5 separate regions of the Mus musculus genome follow, and all the other regions are linked to region 1. Evidence: chromatin contacts called from public HiCAR-type, HiChIP or PLAC-seq and promoter capture Hi-C data. All regions are on one chromosome and are shown on one strand. The core of a region is the stretch at or near the end of the contact, and the rest is flanking DNA. Distances in the headings are between cores, read along the strand shown. Region 1 holds the start of Dhx36 (DEAH (Asp-Glu-Ala-His) box polypeptide 36). Region 2 holds the start of Plch1 (phospholipase C, eta 1). Region 3 holds the start of E130311K13Rik (RIKEN cDNA E130311K13 gene). Region 4 holds the start of P2ry1 (purinergic receptor P2Y, G-protein coupled 1). Region 5 has its middle 120 kb from the start of Rap2b.

What was found. Promoter capture Hi-C pulls out the DNA fragments that hold promoters and counts their contacts. HiCAR-type assays count read pairs that join an accessible place to other places. HiChIP or PLAC-seq counts read pairs in DNA pulled down with a chosen protein or histone mark.
Region 2: a contact with region 1 is called in a promoter capture Hi-C map of hippocampal neurons, with 6 times the contacts expected there. The contact joins the promoter of Plch1 here to the promoter of Dhx36 in region 1. A contact is called at or near these places in 2 of 39 promoter capture datasets (cranial neural crest and hippocampal neurons) and 2 of 115 datasets of contacts at active chromatin or transcription factors (astrocytes and embryonic forebrain).
Region 3: a contact with region 1 is called in a promoter capture Hi-C map of hippocampal neurons, with 8 times the contacts expected there. The contact joins the promoter of E130311K13Rik here to the promoter of Dhx36 in region 1. A contact is called at or near these places in 5 of 39 promoter capture datasets (the C10 cell line, frontonasal cranial neural crest, hippocampal neurons and 2 more) and 2 of 115 datasets of contacts at active chromatin or transcription factors (embryonic limb bud and large pre-B cells).
Region 4: a contact with region 1 is called in a HiCAR-type map of astrocytes, with 5 times the contacts expected there. The contact joins the promoter of P2ry1 here to the promoter of Dhx36 in region 1. A contact is called at or near these places in 1 of 39 promoter capture datasets (hippocampal neurons) and 1 of 115 datasets of contacts at active chromatin or transcription factors (astrocytes).
Region 5: a contact with region 1 is called in an H3K4me3 HiChIP or PLAC-seq map of bone marrow-derived macrophages, with 6 times the contacts expected there. The contact joins the enhancer-like site here to the promoter of Dhx36 in region 1. A contact is called at or near these places in 1 of 39 promoter capture datasets (hippocampal neurons), 4 of 115 datasets of contacts at active chromatin or transcription factors (bone marrow-derived macrophages, embryonic forebrain, forebrain and 1 more) and 1 of 9 other capture datasets (adipose tissue).

What each region holds. Positions count from the first base shown.
Region 1 is chr3:62,505,713-62,508,412 of GRCm38.p6, reverse strand. Dhx36 (DEAH (Asp-Glu-Ala-His) box polypeptide 36) reads left to right here and starts at 1,425. Exons shown (of 25, transcript NM_028136.2): 1 at 1,425-1,695. The coding sequence starts at 1,474.
Region 2 is chr3:63,898,030-63,900,729 of GRCm38.p6, reverse strand. It overlaps Plch1 (phospholipase C, eta 1), which reads left to right and starts at 1,268. Exons shown (of 24, transcript NM_001370984.1): 1 at 1,268-1,503.
Region 3 is chr3:63,928,161-63,930,860 of GRCm38.p6, reverse strand. E130311K13Rik (RIKEN cDNA E130311K13 gene) reads left to right here and starts at 1,389. Exons shown (of 5, transcript NM_177856.5): 1 at 1,389-1,604. The coding sequence starts at 1,491.
Region 4 is chr3:61,001,510-61,004,209 of GRCm38.p6, reverse strand. P2ry1 (purinergic receptor P2Y, G-protein coupled 1) reads right to left here and starts at 1,425. Exons shown (of 2, transcript NM_008772.5): 1 at 1-1,425. The coding sequence starts at 768.
Region 5 is chr3:61,240,210-61,242,909 of GRCm38.p6, reverse strand. No RefSeq gene overlaps it. Among named protein-coding and RNA genes, the nearest start is that of Rap2b, 120 kb to the left of the region's middle. Within about 2 kb of position 1,314, at least 16 of the 459 cell types and tissues checked have an H3K27ac peak or open chromatin away from gene starts, as enhancers often do. A contact at or near this core is called in bone marrow-derived macrophages, where this site is marked.

The sequences.
Region 1 (2,700 bases), core at 176-2,675:
TTTAGTACTTTCTAGAGACCCCCGCGCCCCTCCCATCCCCTTGGCTGCTTATTTCCATTCATTCTCCTGGCCCTCTGGGCTTCTCTCCTGCTCACCCACCCAATACTTTATCCTGTTTCATTTTCCCCTCCCCCTTCCATTCGGCTACCTCCATCCCTCTGCCCCCATGATTATTTTCTTCCCCCTTCTAAGTGGGATTGAAGCATCCTCATTTGAGCCTTTCTGCTTGTTAAACTTTAAGTACTGTGGATTGTATCCTAGGTATTCTGTACTTTTTTAGTTAATATCCACTTATCATTGAGTACGTACCATGCATGTCCATTTGGGTCTGGATTACTTCGATGATCAGGATATTTTCTTGTTCCATTCATTTGCATGCAAAATTCATGATGTCCTCATTTTTAATAGCTGAATAGTATTCCACTGAGTAAATGAACCACATTTTCTGTATCCATTCTTTGGTTGTTTCCAGCTTCTGGCAATTACATATAAGGCTGTTATGAACATAGTGGAGCACATGTCCTTGTGGTATGGTAGGACATCTTCTCATATATTCACAAGAGTGGTATAGTTGGGTCTTCAGGTAGAACTATTTCTAATTTTCTGAGGAACTGCCAGATTAGATACAAGTAACCTATGACAGCCTCAAACTCATTATACAGCTAAGGGTCAAATTCTGATTTATCATCTTCCATCTGCTGTTTGCTGAGATTGCATACCTGCACCACAACACCGTTTATACTGTTTGGGATTAAAACCATGCCAGGCAAGCACTCTTATCAATTGAGCTGACACCCAAGTTCCAGGATTAAAGTTTTTTTTTTTTTTTAAGATTTATTTATTTTATGTATATGAGTTTACTATAGCTGTTTTCAGACACACCAAAAGAGGGTATGGGATTTGATTATGGATGGTTGTGAGCAACCATGTGGTTGCTAGGAATTGAACTCATGACTTCTAGGAGGAGCAGTCAGTGCTCTTAACGGCTGAGCCGTCTCTCCAAGCCTAGTATTAGAGAGTCTTTAAAGAAGGTATTTGGGTGCGTATATTTGACTGAAAGAGGTGCCAGGCGTTTTCTAAGAAATAAGAACTTCTTTGGTCTTTGAGGACAGAGTACACAATGGTCGATGGTTTTGTTGGGTATGTATTTGCATGGCTTTGCAAATAAGTTCTAGGTTTAACAAAGTAATTAAAATTCACTCAAATTTCCACATTTTCTCAGGCTAGTTTAAATTCCCCGCCATCCGAAGGACGCCCACCCAGGAGCTAAGTTTCTGGCCAGAACACGAACCGCGGCTCACACCGCTGGCGCCGTCCGTGACGTCACCGGAAATGTCTGCTTGTGACACTCAACGTCCCGCCCTCTCGCGCTGGGCGCCGGAAGCAAAGCAGAGGGGAATGTGCGCCCGCTTCCGGGCCCGGACGCCATTTTCAGCGGTTGAGTTTTGGCAGAGCTGCTAGTCGGCTCCGACAATGAGCTACGACTATCATCAGAGCTGGAGCCGCGATGGGGGCCCACGGGGCTCCGGCCAGGGCTCCAGCGGCGGCGGCGGCGGAGGGAGCCGGGGCTCGGGCGGCGGCGGAGGGGGCCGCGGCGGCCGGGGCCGGCATCCCGCACACCTTAAGGGTCGCGAGATCGGCCTGTGGTACGCCAAGAAGCAGACGCAGAAGAACAAGGAGGCTGAGAGGCAGGAGGTATGGAGGTCTCGTCAGGACGCGTTTGCTCTCCCTGGCGTTTGCTCGAGCTCGATGCAACCTCTGTCGAGCCCCGGGTAACGGGTCACCCGATGGGTTGCGCCTCCATCCCAAGCCATCACTGCTGCAGCCGATGCATGCTCTGTTTACGGACTTGAGAACTGAACTGAGGGTGAATGCTAAATTCAGACTCTAGCCAAGCCGACTCTTATTAGGGGATGCAATCATTTAGAATGCTTGCTGTCACCTTTAAGTTTTTTCCCCGAAGCAGCCAACAAAAGCATTAAAACACTGTCTTAAGTGTGTAGATCTTGGAGAAAAAAGTAGTTTAGGTAATAGTATTAGCATTAAAGTGAGTCATATGCTGGTCTTTTTTTTTTTTTTTTTCTCCCTTTCTGTTCTGAATTTTCTGTTGACTAGCAGCGCCTCTTTTAAGACTTATTGAAAGGAAGACGCTGTAGAGAAGTATTTGGCTAATTTCATCAGGAAATTGTCAGTTTGGTTTGTATCTTGAAGACCTGTAGTATAGGAAGCATCGTGTTTTTGTTGTCTGTTTTGTTTTGTTTTGTTTTGTTTTGTTTTGTTTTACCTGAGACAGGGTTTGTGTAGCCTTGGCTGTTCTGAACCTGCTCTGTAAATCAGGTTGGCCCTGAACACACAGAGATCCACCTACCTCCGAGATTAGAGGTGTGCACCACCAACCCAGCAAACATAATGGTTTTTGAGTGACCTGGTCTAAGTAACTCCATCATTGCGCAGAATCTTTAAGTGTTTGGACACTGTTTCATACATGCTTTTTTGAATGCTAAAGACCTTTGCATTCTAATAGGGGGAAAGAAATACCTAAACAAATAAGTTCAATAAGCGGATCTTTCCAGATATACACAGGACACACGTAACTTGTGCCCTGGATATTGATGCTACATAGTGCAGGCTGACCTTGTACTCCTAGTCCTCTTTTCATTCCCAGTGCTGGGATTTCATATGTGCACACCTCAGGGCTAG
Region 2 (2,700 bases), core at 19-2,518, 1.4 Mb before region 1:
ATTCTTCCTTGTAGTCTGTAACTAGTCTGGTTGCTTTTTTCTTTCTTTTTTTTCCAAGCGTCCAGGATAGCTTTCAGGATAAAGTTTCTTTTTGCCCATGATGCTTTGCCGTCACATTGTAATTGCCTCTGTTGAACTGAATAATACAAATGGGTTGTTTCTATGGTATCGGCTAGGCTAAGACGGATGAAAAGGTGAAATACTATATCTTGTGCTGAGAGGTCACTGAGCATCCCTCCTCCCACTCCCCCACTGTCAGTCAAAGAGGACTAGTGATCTCTCCAGCCTCAGACTCTCCTTTATTACTTCCTGAACAAATTCACTCATGGAAGAAAAAAAGACTTTTGTTTATGTTGTCACCAGGCCCAGACAACCCCTGCTAATTCCATGTTGCCATGCCAGAGCTCCTGACTTTCTTACTGGAGGGAAGTTTTACTTTGAATGGTACACGGAGGGTCTTGTCCTCAGTTCCTCCCAGTTAGGCTTTGAACTAACAATAGGACAGGTTGAATCAAGACTGATAAAAGCCAAGTCCTGGAATCTTGAAGCCGGATCACTCCGCAGCACGCTATTCCCTTTCTACTGTTAGTGCGCTCAGATCTCATCTTTACTCAGCTTTTGAACACTTGCTGGGTGCAAACGTTCCGCTGCCGCCTGTGTGCTCTTTAACAGCACATTAGCTTTTCCAGCCCGCTAGCGGGTGAACTGACAATTAACTGGCTTGTTAATTAATGCCAACGAGTGATATTTGGAAGAGACTGAGGGATAACAAAGCATCCTATAACCTGCACTCCCTGTTCCTCAATTTGATTTTACTCAAAATGGATAGTTGAAAATAACAGATGCTATATTTATTGGAAAGGGAGAAGGGGGGAGGGGGAAGGGGGAGGAAAGAAAGGATTAGTCGTTTGGTGTTTTATTTTTGAAGCGGTTCAAACTCTTGTAAGAACATTGCACAGTTCGCTTCCCCTGAACTCTCCAACTTTGTTCCAGCAGCGTCTTTAACCCGCTAGCCACCTAAACTGAAAATCTATCAGAGGTGTCCCTGGTCTTGGAATTCTTTGAAATTTGCTGCGAGGGAGGACAGAAGAAGATCTTTATTCCCAGGGGTTCTGGCCTATGCCTAGCAGTAGCATCTTCATAAGGGGTCCACGTCCAGTTCTTGGCTCCTGTTCCTCGATGGCGCTCCAGTCCACTCGCGCGCGCTCCAGTTCCGGATTTGCCCTGAGCTGAGGGTTAAGAGGGAGGGTGCTCCAATGTGAGCATGAGGATTTGAATGAGAAAGCAGGTTGTGGCGGCAGCGCTGGTCTTTACTTGGAGCTCCTCTGTTGGTTCTGTTGGCTGGTGTGTAGTGGTGCCCATCTTGGGCTGGGGGGCTGTTTTGGAGGAATTGGGGTTGGAGTCACACCGGGACACTAGCAGATCACTCCAGCATTTGGGAGGTTGAGCCGGTTACAAAAACTCCGAGGATCCTTCATCAGCGGGATACTCAGAGCTGAGCAGGTCAGTGCTTTGGAGGGGGTGGGGGTGGGGGACAGGGAGAGGGCCGGGAGCAGGAAGAGGAGCACCGGACTGCCTCTCCAGCGTTGCGCGAGCAGGTGCTCGAATTCTTTCTGGGCAATCTCAGCCGCGAGCACCGGGTTGTGGTGTGTGCCAGGGTGCCTCGGCCCAGGAACTGGACCACAGTAGCTCGTGAGCTCCTAATGGAGCGCGTGGGCTTTTGTGCCTGAGCAAGACCTTCCCTGCCCTGGTTGGTGGCAGAGGTCCAGCCACCGGGAGGGTCCCGCATCGCGGCGGAATGATCCCACAAGACCTCCCCTGGCTCTGGCCGCCTGGAAAGCAGTTCTGCGGTCCCAGAAGCGCGCCCTTAGTTGCCGGTGCGAGTCTTACTGTTCAAAAAGCTCCGGGCATTAGGTGCGAGAAGGATTTACTCCAACTGCCCTTTCCTAGCGACAAATCATGGGTTACCGAAGCGACGCCCGGGCTGTGAAGGTGTTCTCTGCGCCTGCGCGGGATACCATGGCAACAGTACCGGGTCGGAGACGCCACTTGAAGAGCAGAGCTGTTTTGCTTTGCTTCACTGTGGAGCCCAAGTCTTTCTCTAGACTTTTTGTTTGTTTGTTTGTTTGTAGCTTGGAATCAACTTACGATCTCATTTTTGTTTTTTAAGAGTTTAGCATTGAAGTGATAGCCAGAGGTATGAAATAAAAAATATATAACTTTTTTCTCTCTTCTGTCATCATTTTGATCATGGTAGAAAAATAATGCTGAGAAACTGCTCATTGGAGCATTCAAGTTACCTCCTTTTATCCTGTGAAAAGGAAGATATGAATAAGACTTTATTTCCTGGTGCGGCTTTTTTAAACAATTGTATTAAGCTTGGGTTTCCACAGTGTGCAGACGACATCGTAGCTCCTGTGTACTCTGCATACAACCTGTTTATAACGTACAGAACCTGATGCTCTCCAAATGAACTAGTGTGTTAAATGCCGGTGAAGGGAAGCAAAGGTTCTCTCTGTCAACAGAGACGTTGCTTTTTAAGATGTGGGTTGCTTACTGCTGGCATTATGATCTTGTTCAGAAAATGAATGTTTTAAGACGCATTATTGCAGACTAGTCTTTCTTAAGCCGTCTGTTGACGACTTAAAATTGTGTCTTGAAAAACCTCTTCCCGTCTTTTAAGTTTCATTTGTTTGCACC
Region 3 (2,700 bases), core at 140-2,639, 1.4 Mb before region 1:
CGGAGCTCACTGCAGTAGTTTTGAGATGAGATTAGTCAGCTTGGTTTTCTAACTTTTCCAAGCAGTTCTTGGAACTCAAGAGGGATATACCCATGATGACTTAGTCCTGTAGATATGAAAGTACAACTAGATACTTCACATCTTTAAGGGACTATTTTCCTATTGTCCATTTACAAAGCTATAGAGATAGAGGAGTAATGTCTTCTTTTCCTCTCTGGTGCTTTTGACATAGGTACCTGTGTGTGCACATCATATAAGCAAGTAATAACAAAGGCCTCACAAGTGAGTGTGATATGCTACTGTCAGTCATAAAACTATGGGGTGTGGAAACACTAATTCACACTGTTATATATTTGATTTCTGTAAGGTAAGTTTTTTTTTTGAATTTTCATTTTTTGTTTTATATTTTTGCAATGCTAGATAGAGATCTAGCCCAGGGCCTCAAGTGTTAGGAAAGTTCTCCTGTAACATTTTAAATATAATGAACCAAACAGAGTTAAACAATAGTCCCAAGACGTCTAATGCTTCTAGTACTAACTGTAGAGTTTGGGAGCGACAAAGGGCACCCTCAGGTGGGGTATTTGGTTTTAAAAACATGTTCACTTGTGGAGTCCTGAGCAACACTGATTCCTTTCAGCAACCAGGTGTGAGAAAGCATGGAACAATGCAGCCAGTGATGCTTCCCAGCACCTGTGTGCAGAGTTTTTACCATGCACCAACAGGTCGGTCGTTAGCCCCTCTGGAGGTCAAGCTGAGGACCACCACAAGTGGGTTGTTAGATTTTCTTACAGGCTCAAAAGCCTCAGAGTAAAACATAATTTTATCAGGTAAGATATTTTAGAATTGCCAGGCACAATGGGAAAGGCCAGATCTCTCTTTGGGCCAAAGTTAAATTTATTACACAATGCACATTTCAGCTTAACAAATAAGTATATCTCCATCTCTCTTTCCTTTATTATTCTTGGCATTAAAAATATTTAGAAAGCCAGGCACACGGAAACACAGCAGAAGCCTCTGTATGGGGGAAGCTAAAGATTAGGACGCTGAGGCCAGCCTTTAGAAACATAAACCCTGTTTCTAAAGAAACAAAGGTTGATGCCATATGTGTTTCTGGGTGTGCTCTCCAGCACCATAAAATATGGCAAGTGGATTTCTGAGTTAGAACTAGCCTGGTCTGCGGAGCTAGTTACAGGATAGCCAGGGCTACACAGAGAAACCTGTCTCAAAAATGTAAAAAACAACAAAATAATAAAAATACAAGCTTATAGAAAAAGTAGCAAGAATAAGAGACTGTGCATATTTACACAGATGTCTTATCTTTTCACGGCATTTTTGTGTTGTTCTGCTGTCCTGGCTGGCTTGGTACCACCAAGGACACGCAGAGACAAGAGTGCAAACGCCCAGAATGGGCGGGGACCCCGGAGCCGTGCAGCGCAGCGACCCCTACCGCCCACCAGGGGGCGCCCGCAAGGCTTGCTGGACGCCGGAACATGGCGCGGCCGCCCGCGAGCCTCGGGTCGCAGGCGCCGGACCGCGACCGAGGGGAGGCCAACGTGGTGACACGGGTGTCGCAATGGGCAGACAACCATCTGCGCCTTGTCCAGGTGCCACAGCCCGGCGGGGTGGGCTAGCCTGAGCGGAGTGATCGCGGCAGGCCTGGAAGAGGACCCGCAGGGGCGGAAAGACAGCCGGGCCACAGGGGAAATGGCCAGGGAGGCGACATCGCCTCATTTGCCCTCCTGGCGGCGGCGGTGGTCAGGCCTGGAGGCTGGCGCAGGGCTGGGGACACCACAGGGCTGGCCCAAGAGTAGCTCCTCATTCAGTATGGCGGGCTGGATACCCAGGAAGAGCAGAGAAGCCCGAGAGGCCTTAACAGAGCAGAGCCAGGATGGGTTTTTCCAGGGCTGGGGTTCGAACTTTGGTAAGCATTGTAGTGCTTACCACTGAACTGTATCCCCAGTTGTTTTGGTTTTGGGTTTTGGGGTTGTTTTTTTTTTTTTTTTGGTTTTTTTTTTTTTTTGTTTGTTTGTTTGTTTTTTTGGTTTTTTGAGACAGGGTTTCTCTGTATAGCCCTGGCTGTCCTGGAACTCACTTTGTAGACCAGTCTGGTCTCGAACTCAGAAAGAAATCCGCCTGCCTCTCGTGTTTTCTTTTTAAGTGAAACAAGAGAAGACACTGAAATTCAATCATAGAAGAGACACTTAGACAGCCAGTCTACTACCAGATAAAGGACTGCTAAAGTCCCTGTGGTGGTGGTGGTTCCTGTCATGGAGCAGTCGTAGTAAATGATTTACTGGGAAAAGCTGTAGAGCCCTTGGACATTAAAATTTGGAGACTGATCTTGAAGACAGCCCATTAGACTTTAAAGTACAGTTGTAGGCTTGAGGCAACAGTGTTCAATGGGAAATCAGAACTGGACGTAAAGCTGAGTGAGAGTGAGCTGCATAAACCTGGTGGAGTGGGTAAAGCCCTAGTCTTGACAGACATCTTGAAACAACGTCAGAAAGGTACAGAAAACGGTCTAGAAATGAGGCCTAGGGGATTCTCTGGGGAGGGAAGGTAGCAGAAGCAAAATCTGAGGCAAACAGGGAGACAGATGATTAGGAAAATGAGTAGCCAAAAGCCAGGACAACGTATTTGGAAGGAACAACAACTTTTTTGTTTGTTTGTTTTGAGACAGAGTTTCTCTGTATAGCCCTG
Region 4 (2,700 bases), core at 176-2,675, 1.5 Mb after region 1:
CCTCCGGAGCGGAGAGTTGTCCAGGTCATTGTAAATCAAAGCTTTAACAATTAATCCATAACAGCCCAAGATCAGCACCAAAGGGATGCAGAACATGGCCACAGTCGTGCACATACTGTAGATGAAATAACTTCGCAGGTAATCATTGGACGTGGTGTCATAGCAGGTGACAGTTTTGTTTTTCCGAGTCCCAGTGCCAGAGTAGAAGAGAATAGGGGAGATGGCCACCACCACAATGAGCCACACCAGCACGCTGACATAAATGGCATTCTTCTTCTTGAGCCTGCCCAGAGACTTGAGAGGGTACACCACGCCACTGTACCTGTGTGCGCTGATGCAGGTGAGGAACAAGATGCTACCGTAGAGATTTACGTGGAAGATGAATCTCTGCAGCTTGCACATAGCATCCCCGAAGATCCAGTCAGTCTTGTTGAAGTAGTAGAAGATGAGGGCTGGTAGGGTGAGCACGTATAAAAAGTCAGCCAGAGCCAAATTGAACATGTACACGGAGATGCCGCTCCAAGGCTTCATGTGGAAAACGAACATCCAGATAGCCACGCTGTTGCCTAGGAAGCCTATGATGAACACTAAAATGTAGACAGCCGGCAGGTAGTAGAACTGGAAACCGGTCTTGGTCAGGGCACATTGGAATGAAGAGGAAACTGCTGCAGTTGAGGCGACAGTACTGTTTCCCCAAAGCGAGCCCAGGCCCGCCAGAAAGGCAGCATCCGTCCCGTTGGGGACAACCGACCAAGGCACCTCGGTCATCCTCTTCTTTCCAACTCAGGCAGCTACTAGAAAGGGCAGACCGCGGCGAGCGGGCAGCAGCGGCGAGAGACTCAGCGCGCATCGGAGGCGCAGGCCAGGGACCGCGCGCGGGAGTTCCCCACGGGTCGGAGCGCGCAGGGGCTCGCCCACGCCGGCTCTGGCCGCGCTTTTGTCGCGGGCCATGAAATTCGCCCGGAGCTGCGACCGATCTAAGCTGAAGGACGTGCGGGCAACTTCCCGGTCCAGCTGGCGGCGCGGAGGTTACACAACAGGACGCGCAGGGCACCTCCACCAAGTTTGCAAGTGCGCTCCCGCGCAGGGCGACTGATAGGCGCTGCTCAGAGCGCCTGGGGCGCGGCGGGTCAAGTCCAAGTAGTTCGGCTGTTCCCAGCGGCCCGAAGGCGCAGGCCAACCACCTCCTCTCTGATCAACTTTGCCTGGCCATCTGCCTACTCCCTACCTTGCAACCCGGGACCTTCACCAGGGACGCCGCGACTCTTCTTCCGGCCACATTCTGAGCCCGCGCTCAACCTTGGAGGTCTTTTGGAGAGCGCGTGGCCTCGGACCCTGGCGTACTACCTACCCTGTACCCCGCTCACAGTCCATGAAGGCTGCAGCTCGTCTCCGCGCTCGGCTGGGTCTCGAGTGCAGGGGGCAGGAGAGAAAGCCAGGCTCCCAGCGGGGTGGGCGGAGCCTAGGAGCCCGGGCGAGTCTGTGCTCCGCGGGGAGGCAAGGGGCGTGTCTCCGCCGTGCAAGCTCCGGGCCGCCGGCTCAGGGCTGGGCGCCCAGGGCGGGAGGTGGCCTCTGGAAGCAGAGATCGCGGTGCCCCTGCACGCCTGGCAAGGCCGCCACCACTCGAATCAGTGGTCAGAACAAAAGGTGCTCTAGGGCAGCGGTGGCTTCTGGCCAGCGTATGGCTGGAGGGGTTTCCTCGGTCCTCCACCAGCTAGCTCTGTAAAGTGAAGTTGCTGACACGCTGAAAACCTTCTGGACGCTGGCAGCGTTGTGTCTAAAGCTTTGAGCTGAGCAGTCTGAGACAGACATCTCCGGAGCCTCCCCGGAACTCGCAAGGTGTTTGCAGGCTCCAGACAACCAGCGGTTTGCAGGTGGGCACGCCCTGGCCCTGCACAGCGCCTTGCTTTGCCCAACGCGTGTAGGAACCTGCTGATCCCAGAGGGTGCCAGCTCTGAATGAGTGAGGGTGGTAAGCGGCATGGGCAAGTCGCTTTCTGCCCTTCATGTCTGTTTGTTTTTATTGTTGTTTGCTTTATCCAAATACTATTTTTTGCACTACTTAGAAAAATGCTAATACACCGGCATCACTGGTAACATTATTGTGAGAATGTACATAAGAACCTGGTCTAACTGCTTAGTTAACGCAGCACACATCATCAGTCCAACTTGACTGCTAACACTTGCTGGAAAGAACAAGCGCCCTCCCTCCAACCTCCAGTTACCATTTACATACATTTAAATAATAGAGACTACAGTGAAAATGATTCTGAATCAAGCTGAATATTAAACACAGCTTTATAAAGAAAGAGGGTTCATTTGTTGAGGGATAACTTTACAGTTTGGCTTTATTGTGAATCTTATTTCTTAAAATGCCTGTTCCTCTAGTAGATACCTTTCAAATTTAGACAGAGACCAATGTAATTATTTTATTTTTTGTAAATCTTAGTCTAGGGTTCCAAATGCATAAAAAATGTGGGCAATATATAAAAAAAAAGTGTTTAATTGTAAACTAAATGGATTGTTTCCTACCTGAAGACATGATTAAACAGACCCACCCAAGAATGGAACCAAGCCCTTCTTGACAATCTACTGATTAATGTATTTTATGTGCCATATTAACAAATACATTTTTTCTTGTAAAAAAAAAGTACGAGGATAGAATACCTTCGATTATATTCTATAGCCATTTCATTCTAGT
Region 5 (2,700 bases), core at 65-2,564, 1.3 Mb after region 1:
TTATAATTCTGTAATCATTGTTGCTATACAGCCTCTATGTTAGCTTCAAGGCAAATTGTCTTCACATTGTGGCTTGAAGAAAAGAAAAACTTGTTTCTTTAAAATATTGTATATGAGAGGCTAGGCAAAAAAGTCCATGTTAGCTGTAGACTTGTGATGCAGGGGAAGAAGTTGGCAGAAATGACTTAGAAGTCAGCAGAGAGCACATTTATGGAGAAGCCCTTCATGGGTGACACCAAGAAATTTAACATTTATCTTGCGGTGCTGTGGTCTATAACAAATTATACAAGGAGAAGTATGGTAATTACTTTTGCATTGCAGTGACCAAATATCTGATACAGAACTTAAGTTTGTTTTGCTTTGTGGTTTCAGAGGGCCCTTCCCATGGTGGAGTGAATCAGGGCAGAAAAGGGCTTGTGGAAGAAACTGCTCACCTCATGGTAGACAGGAAACAGAGGAAAGGGTTTTTATGTGGTACTAGGTCAAGCTATAGCTGTGAAGTTGTTCTGAGGGCAAGGGCAGTCTCCTTGTGGCCTATTTTCCTGTACTGGACCCTGTCTTCCTATGACTCCACCATATTATAAATTCATCAAGGGGTCAATGCATTGATATGTGTGAGCTCTCCAGATCAACCTCAAAGGCCATCAGAAGGCAGCTCAGCCCCCAGTACACAAGGCCAAGGTGGGCAGGGGCATCCTCTTATATTCAAGCAATGAGAGGAAGTGATACCATCAAGAAGTGGTATCATTAGAAATGAGTTGAGTCCACTTGGTGTGGAATTCATGGAAAACACAGGAGATGGAGTGTAAACAAAAACGCCATTCTCTCAGTGAATAGGAGCAAACAAACCCCTCCTCTTTCTTAGAGGTACTCAGTTGTGCTTTTGTGTTCTTGATAATTGGAAATGATTTTAATCTTTCCACAAGCTGACTCATTGATTTCTGCAGACCCATTGCAAACACAAGAACCTGGCCCCTGTTTGTATTTGATCTTCTTTAACTGTCACCCCAGTGAACTAGCAAGATATTATGGGAACTTAGTTTGTACTGTCACTAGTTGTGTGATCTAAAGAAAGTCATCGGCACCTCAGCCCTGTCCTATGATCTAGGGATAATAGCAATGCATTCAAAGTGTAATGAGAATGAGCCATATTAGTCCTGAAAATACAAAGGGTTAAATTAGCCCATAGCTTTGGGTTAGGGACTGCACGGACTTTAACTATCTTCCATTGTTGCATTACGGTAAATACCTCTTCCTCAACTTTGGGGCTTTGATTTCCTGGCACACTCACAATGACTTACACTAGTGTCTGACAGGCATTAACCACTTCTAAAATACAGGAACTATGTTAGGCCTGGAAACTTCCCTATAATGATAGCTAGCAGAGGTTCGTTAAAACCAGCAAACCTCATAATCAAAATGAAAGAAGACATCGATGTAAGCACTGATGGCTTGCCTCAGGTGTTGCTTCATGTTCTGTCCTCATGGATCAGAAAGCCCAAGCTTCGAGTATCAGCAAATGCTTAGTACTTGTCATATCTTTTGTTGCTTCCTGCACTTTGTCTGGAAATGGTGAAAAGTTATAGAAATAAGGTCTCTTTGAAATCTGAGGTTTATTGTGATTAAACACGGTAGAATTATTTATTCAGTATTATGTAATTATGAATCAAGTATTATGGATTTGATATTCTTTCATTGATGCATTCTCTGTCATCCACTTCATCTATCCCAGCACCTTAGTGGTTCTAGACTAATACAAGAATCAACAGAAGTTGGGCTGTATGCAACTTTGGTACAAAGTTTAAGTCAACTATCCACTTAAAATGTTGGAGAATGTTCTATTGGTTGTCACTTTATGATCAAGAGATCTGTAATTGAGGATCCCTAGGGGGATGAAACCCAGAGTGATATCTTTATATTATCCAACTTGTCCATGTGTAAGGCTTTAGCTCTGGATTCTGATCATCTCTGTCTTTGCATCTCTCCTGGGTCCTCACCCTTGGGATATCTGCATTCCTGCCTTTCCTTGGTTCTTCCTCTCTTTCTGTTTTTCTACTTTCCTCTAAACCCAGAGTTGCACCTGCAAGTGCTACTGTCCAGAAAAGGACTCACTAGGGAGCTGTCTGGGCTCATACTTGGTTTGGGTGCTTCTGTGTGTTGTTGTCTCACTCTTCCTTGCACATTACCAGCTCACTCAGTCACCTTTTATCCACTGTTTCAGTATCAGTCCATCACCAAACTCTGGGCCTTAACTCTCTTTGGTAGGATGTCAGGTAGTTCTTAGAAACAGGAGCAATTCTGGGTTAAAATTTTGGAGACAGGTGGGTGGCTCCATCCCTCAACCGGGGCGGGGGGGGGGGGGGTGCAGGGCTTGCCTAACCTCTGGATGTGGTCTCAGACAGGTTCTATCACTCTTTTCTGGGATATTTCAGCTAATGTCATCACCATGGGGTCCTGGGAGGCTCTTGCATTCCTGGCATCGGGGGATCCATCCCACATGCATACACTAAATCCAGACACTATTGCAGATGGGATGCTGTACTGGCTAATTTTGTGTCAACTTGACACAGCTGGAGTTATCATAGAGAAAGGAGCTTCAGTTGAGGAAATGCCTCCATGAGATCCAACTGTAAGGCATTTTCTCAATTAGTGATCAAGGGGGAAAGGCCCCTTGTGGGTGGGATCATCTCTGGGCTGGTA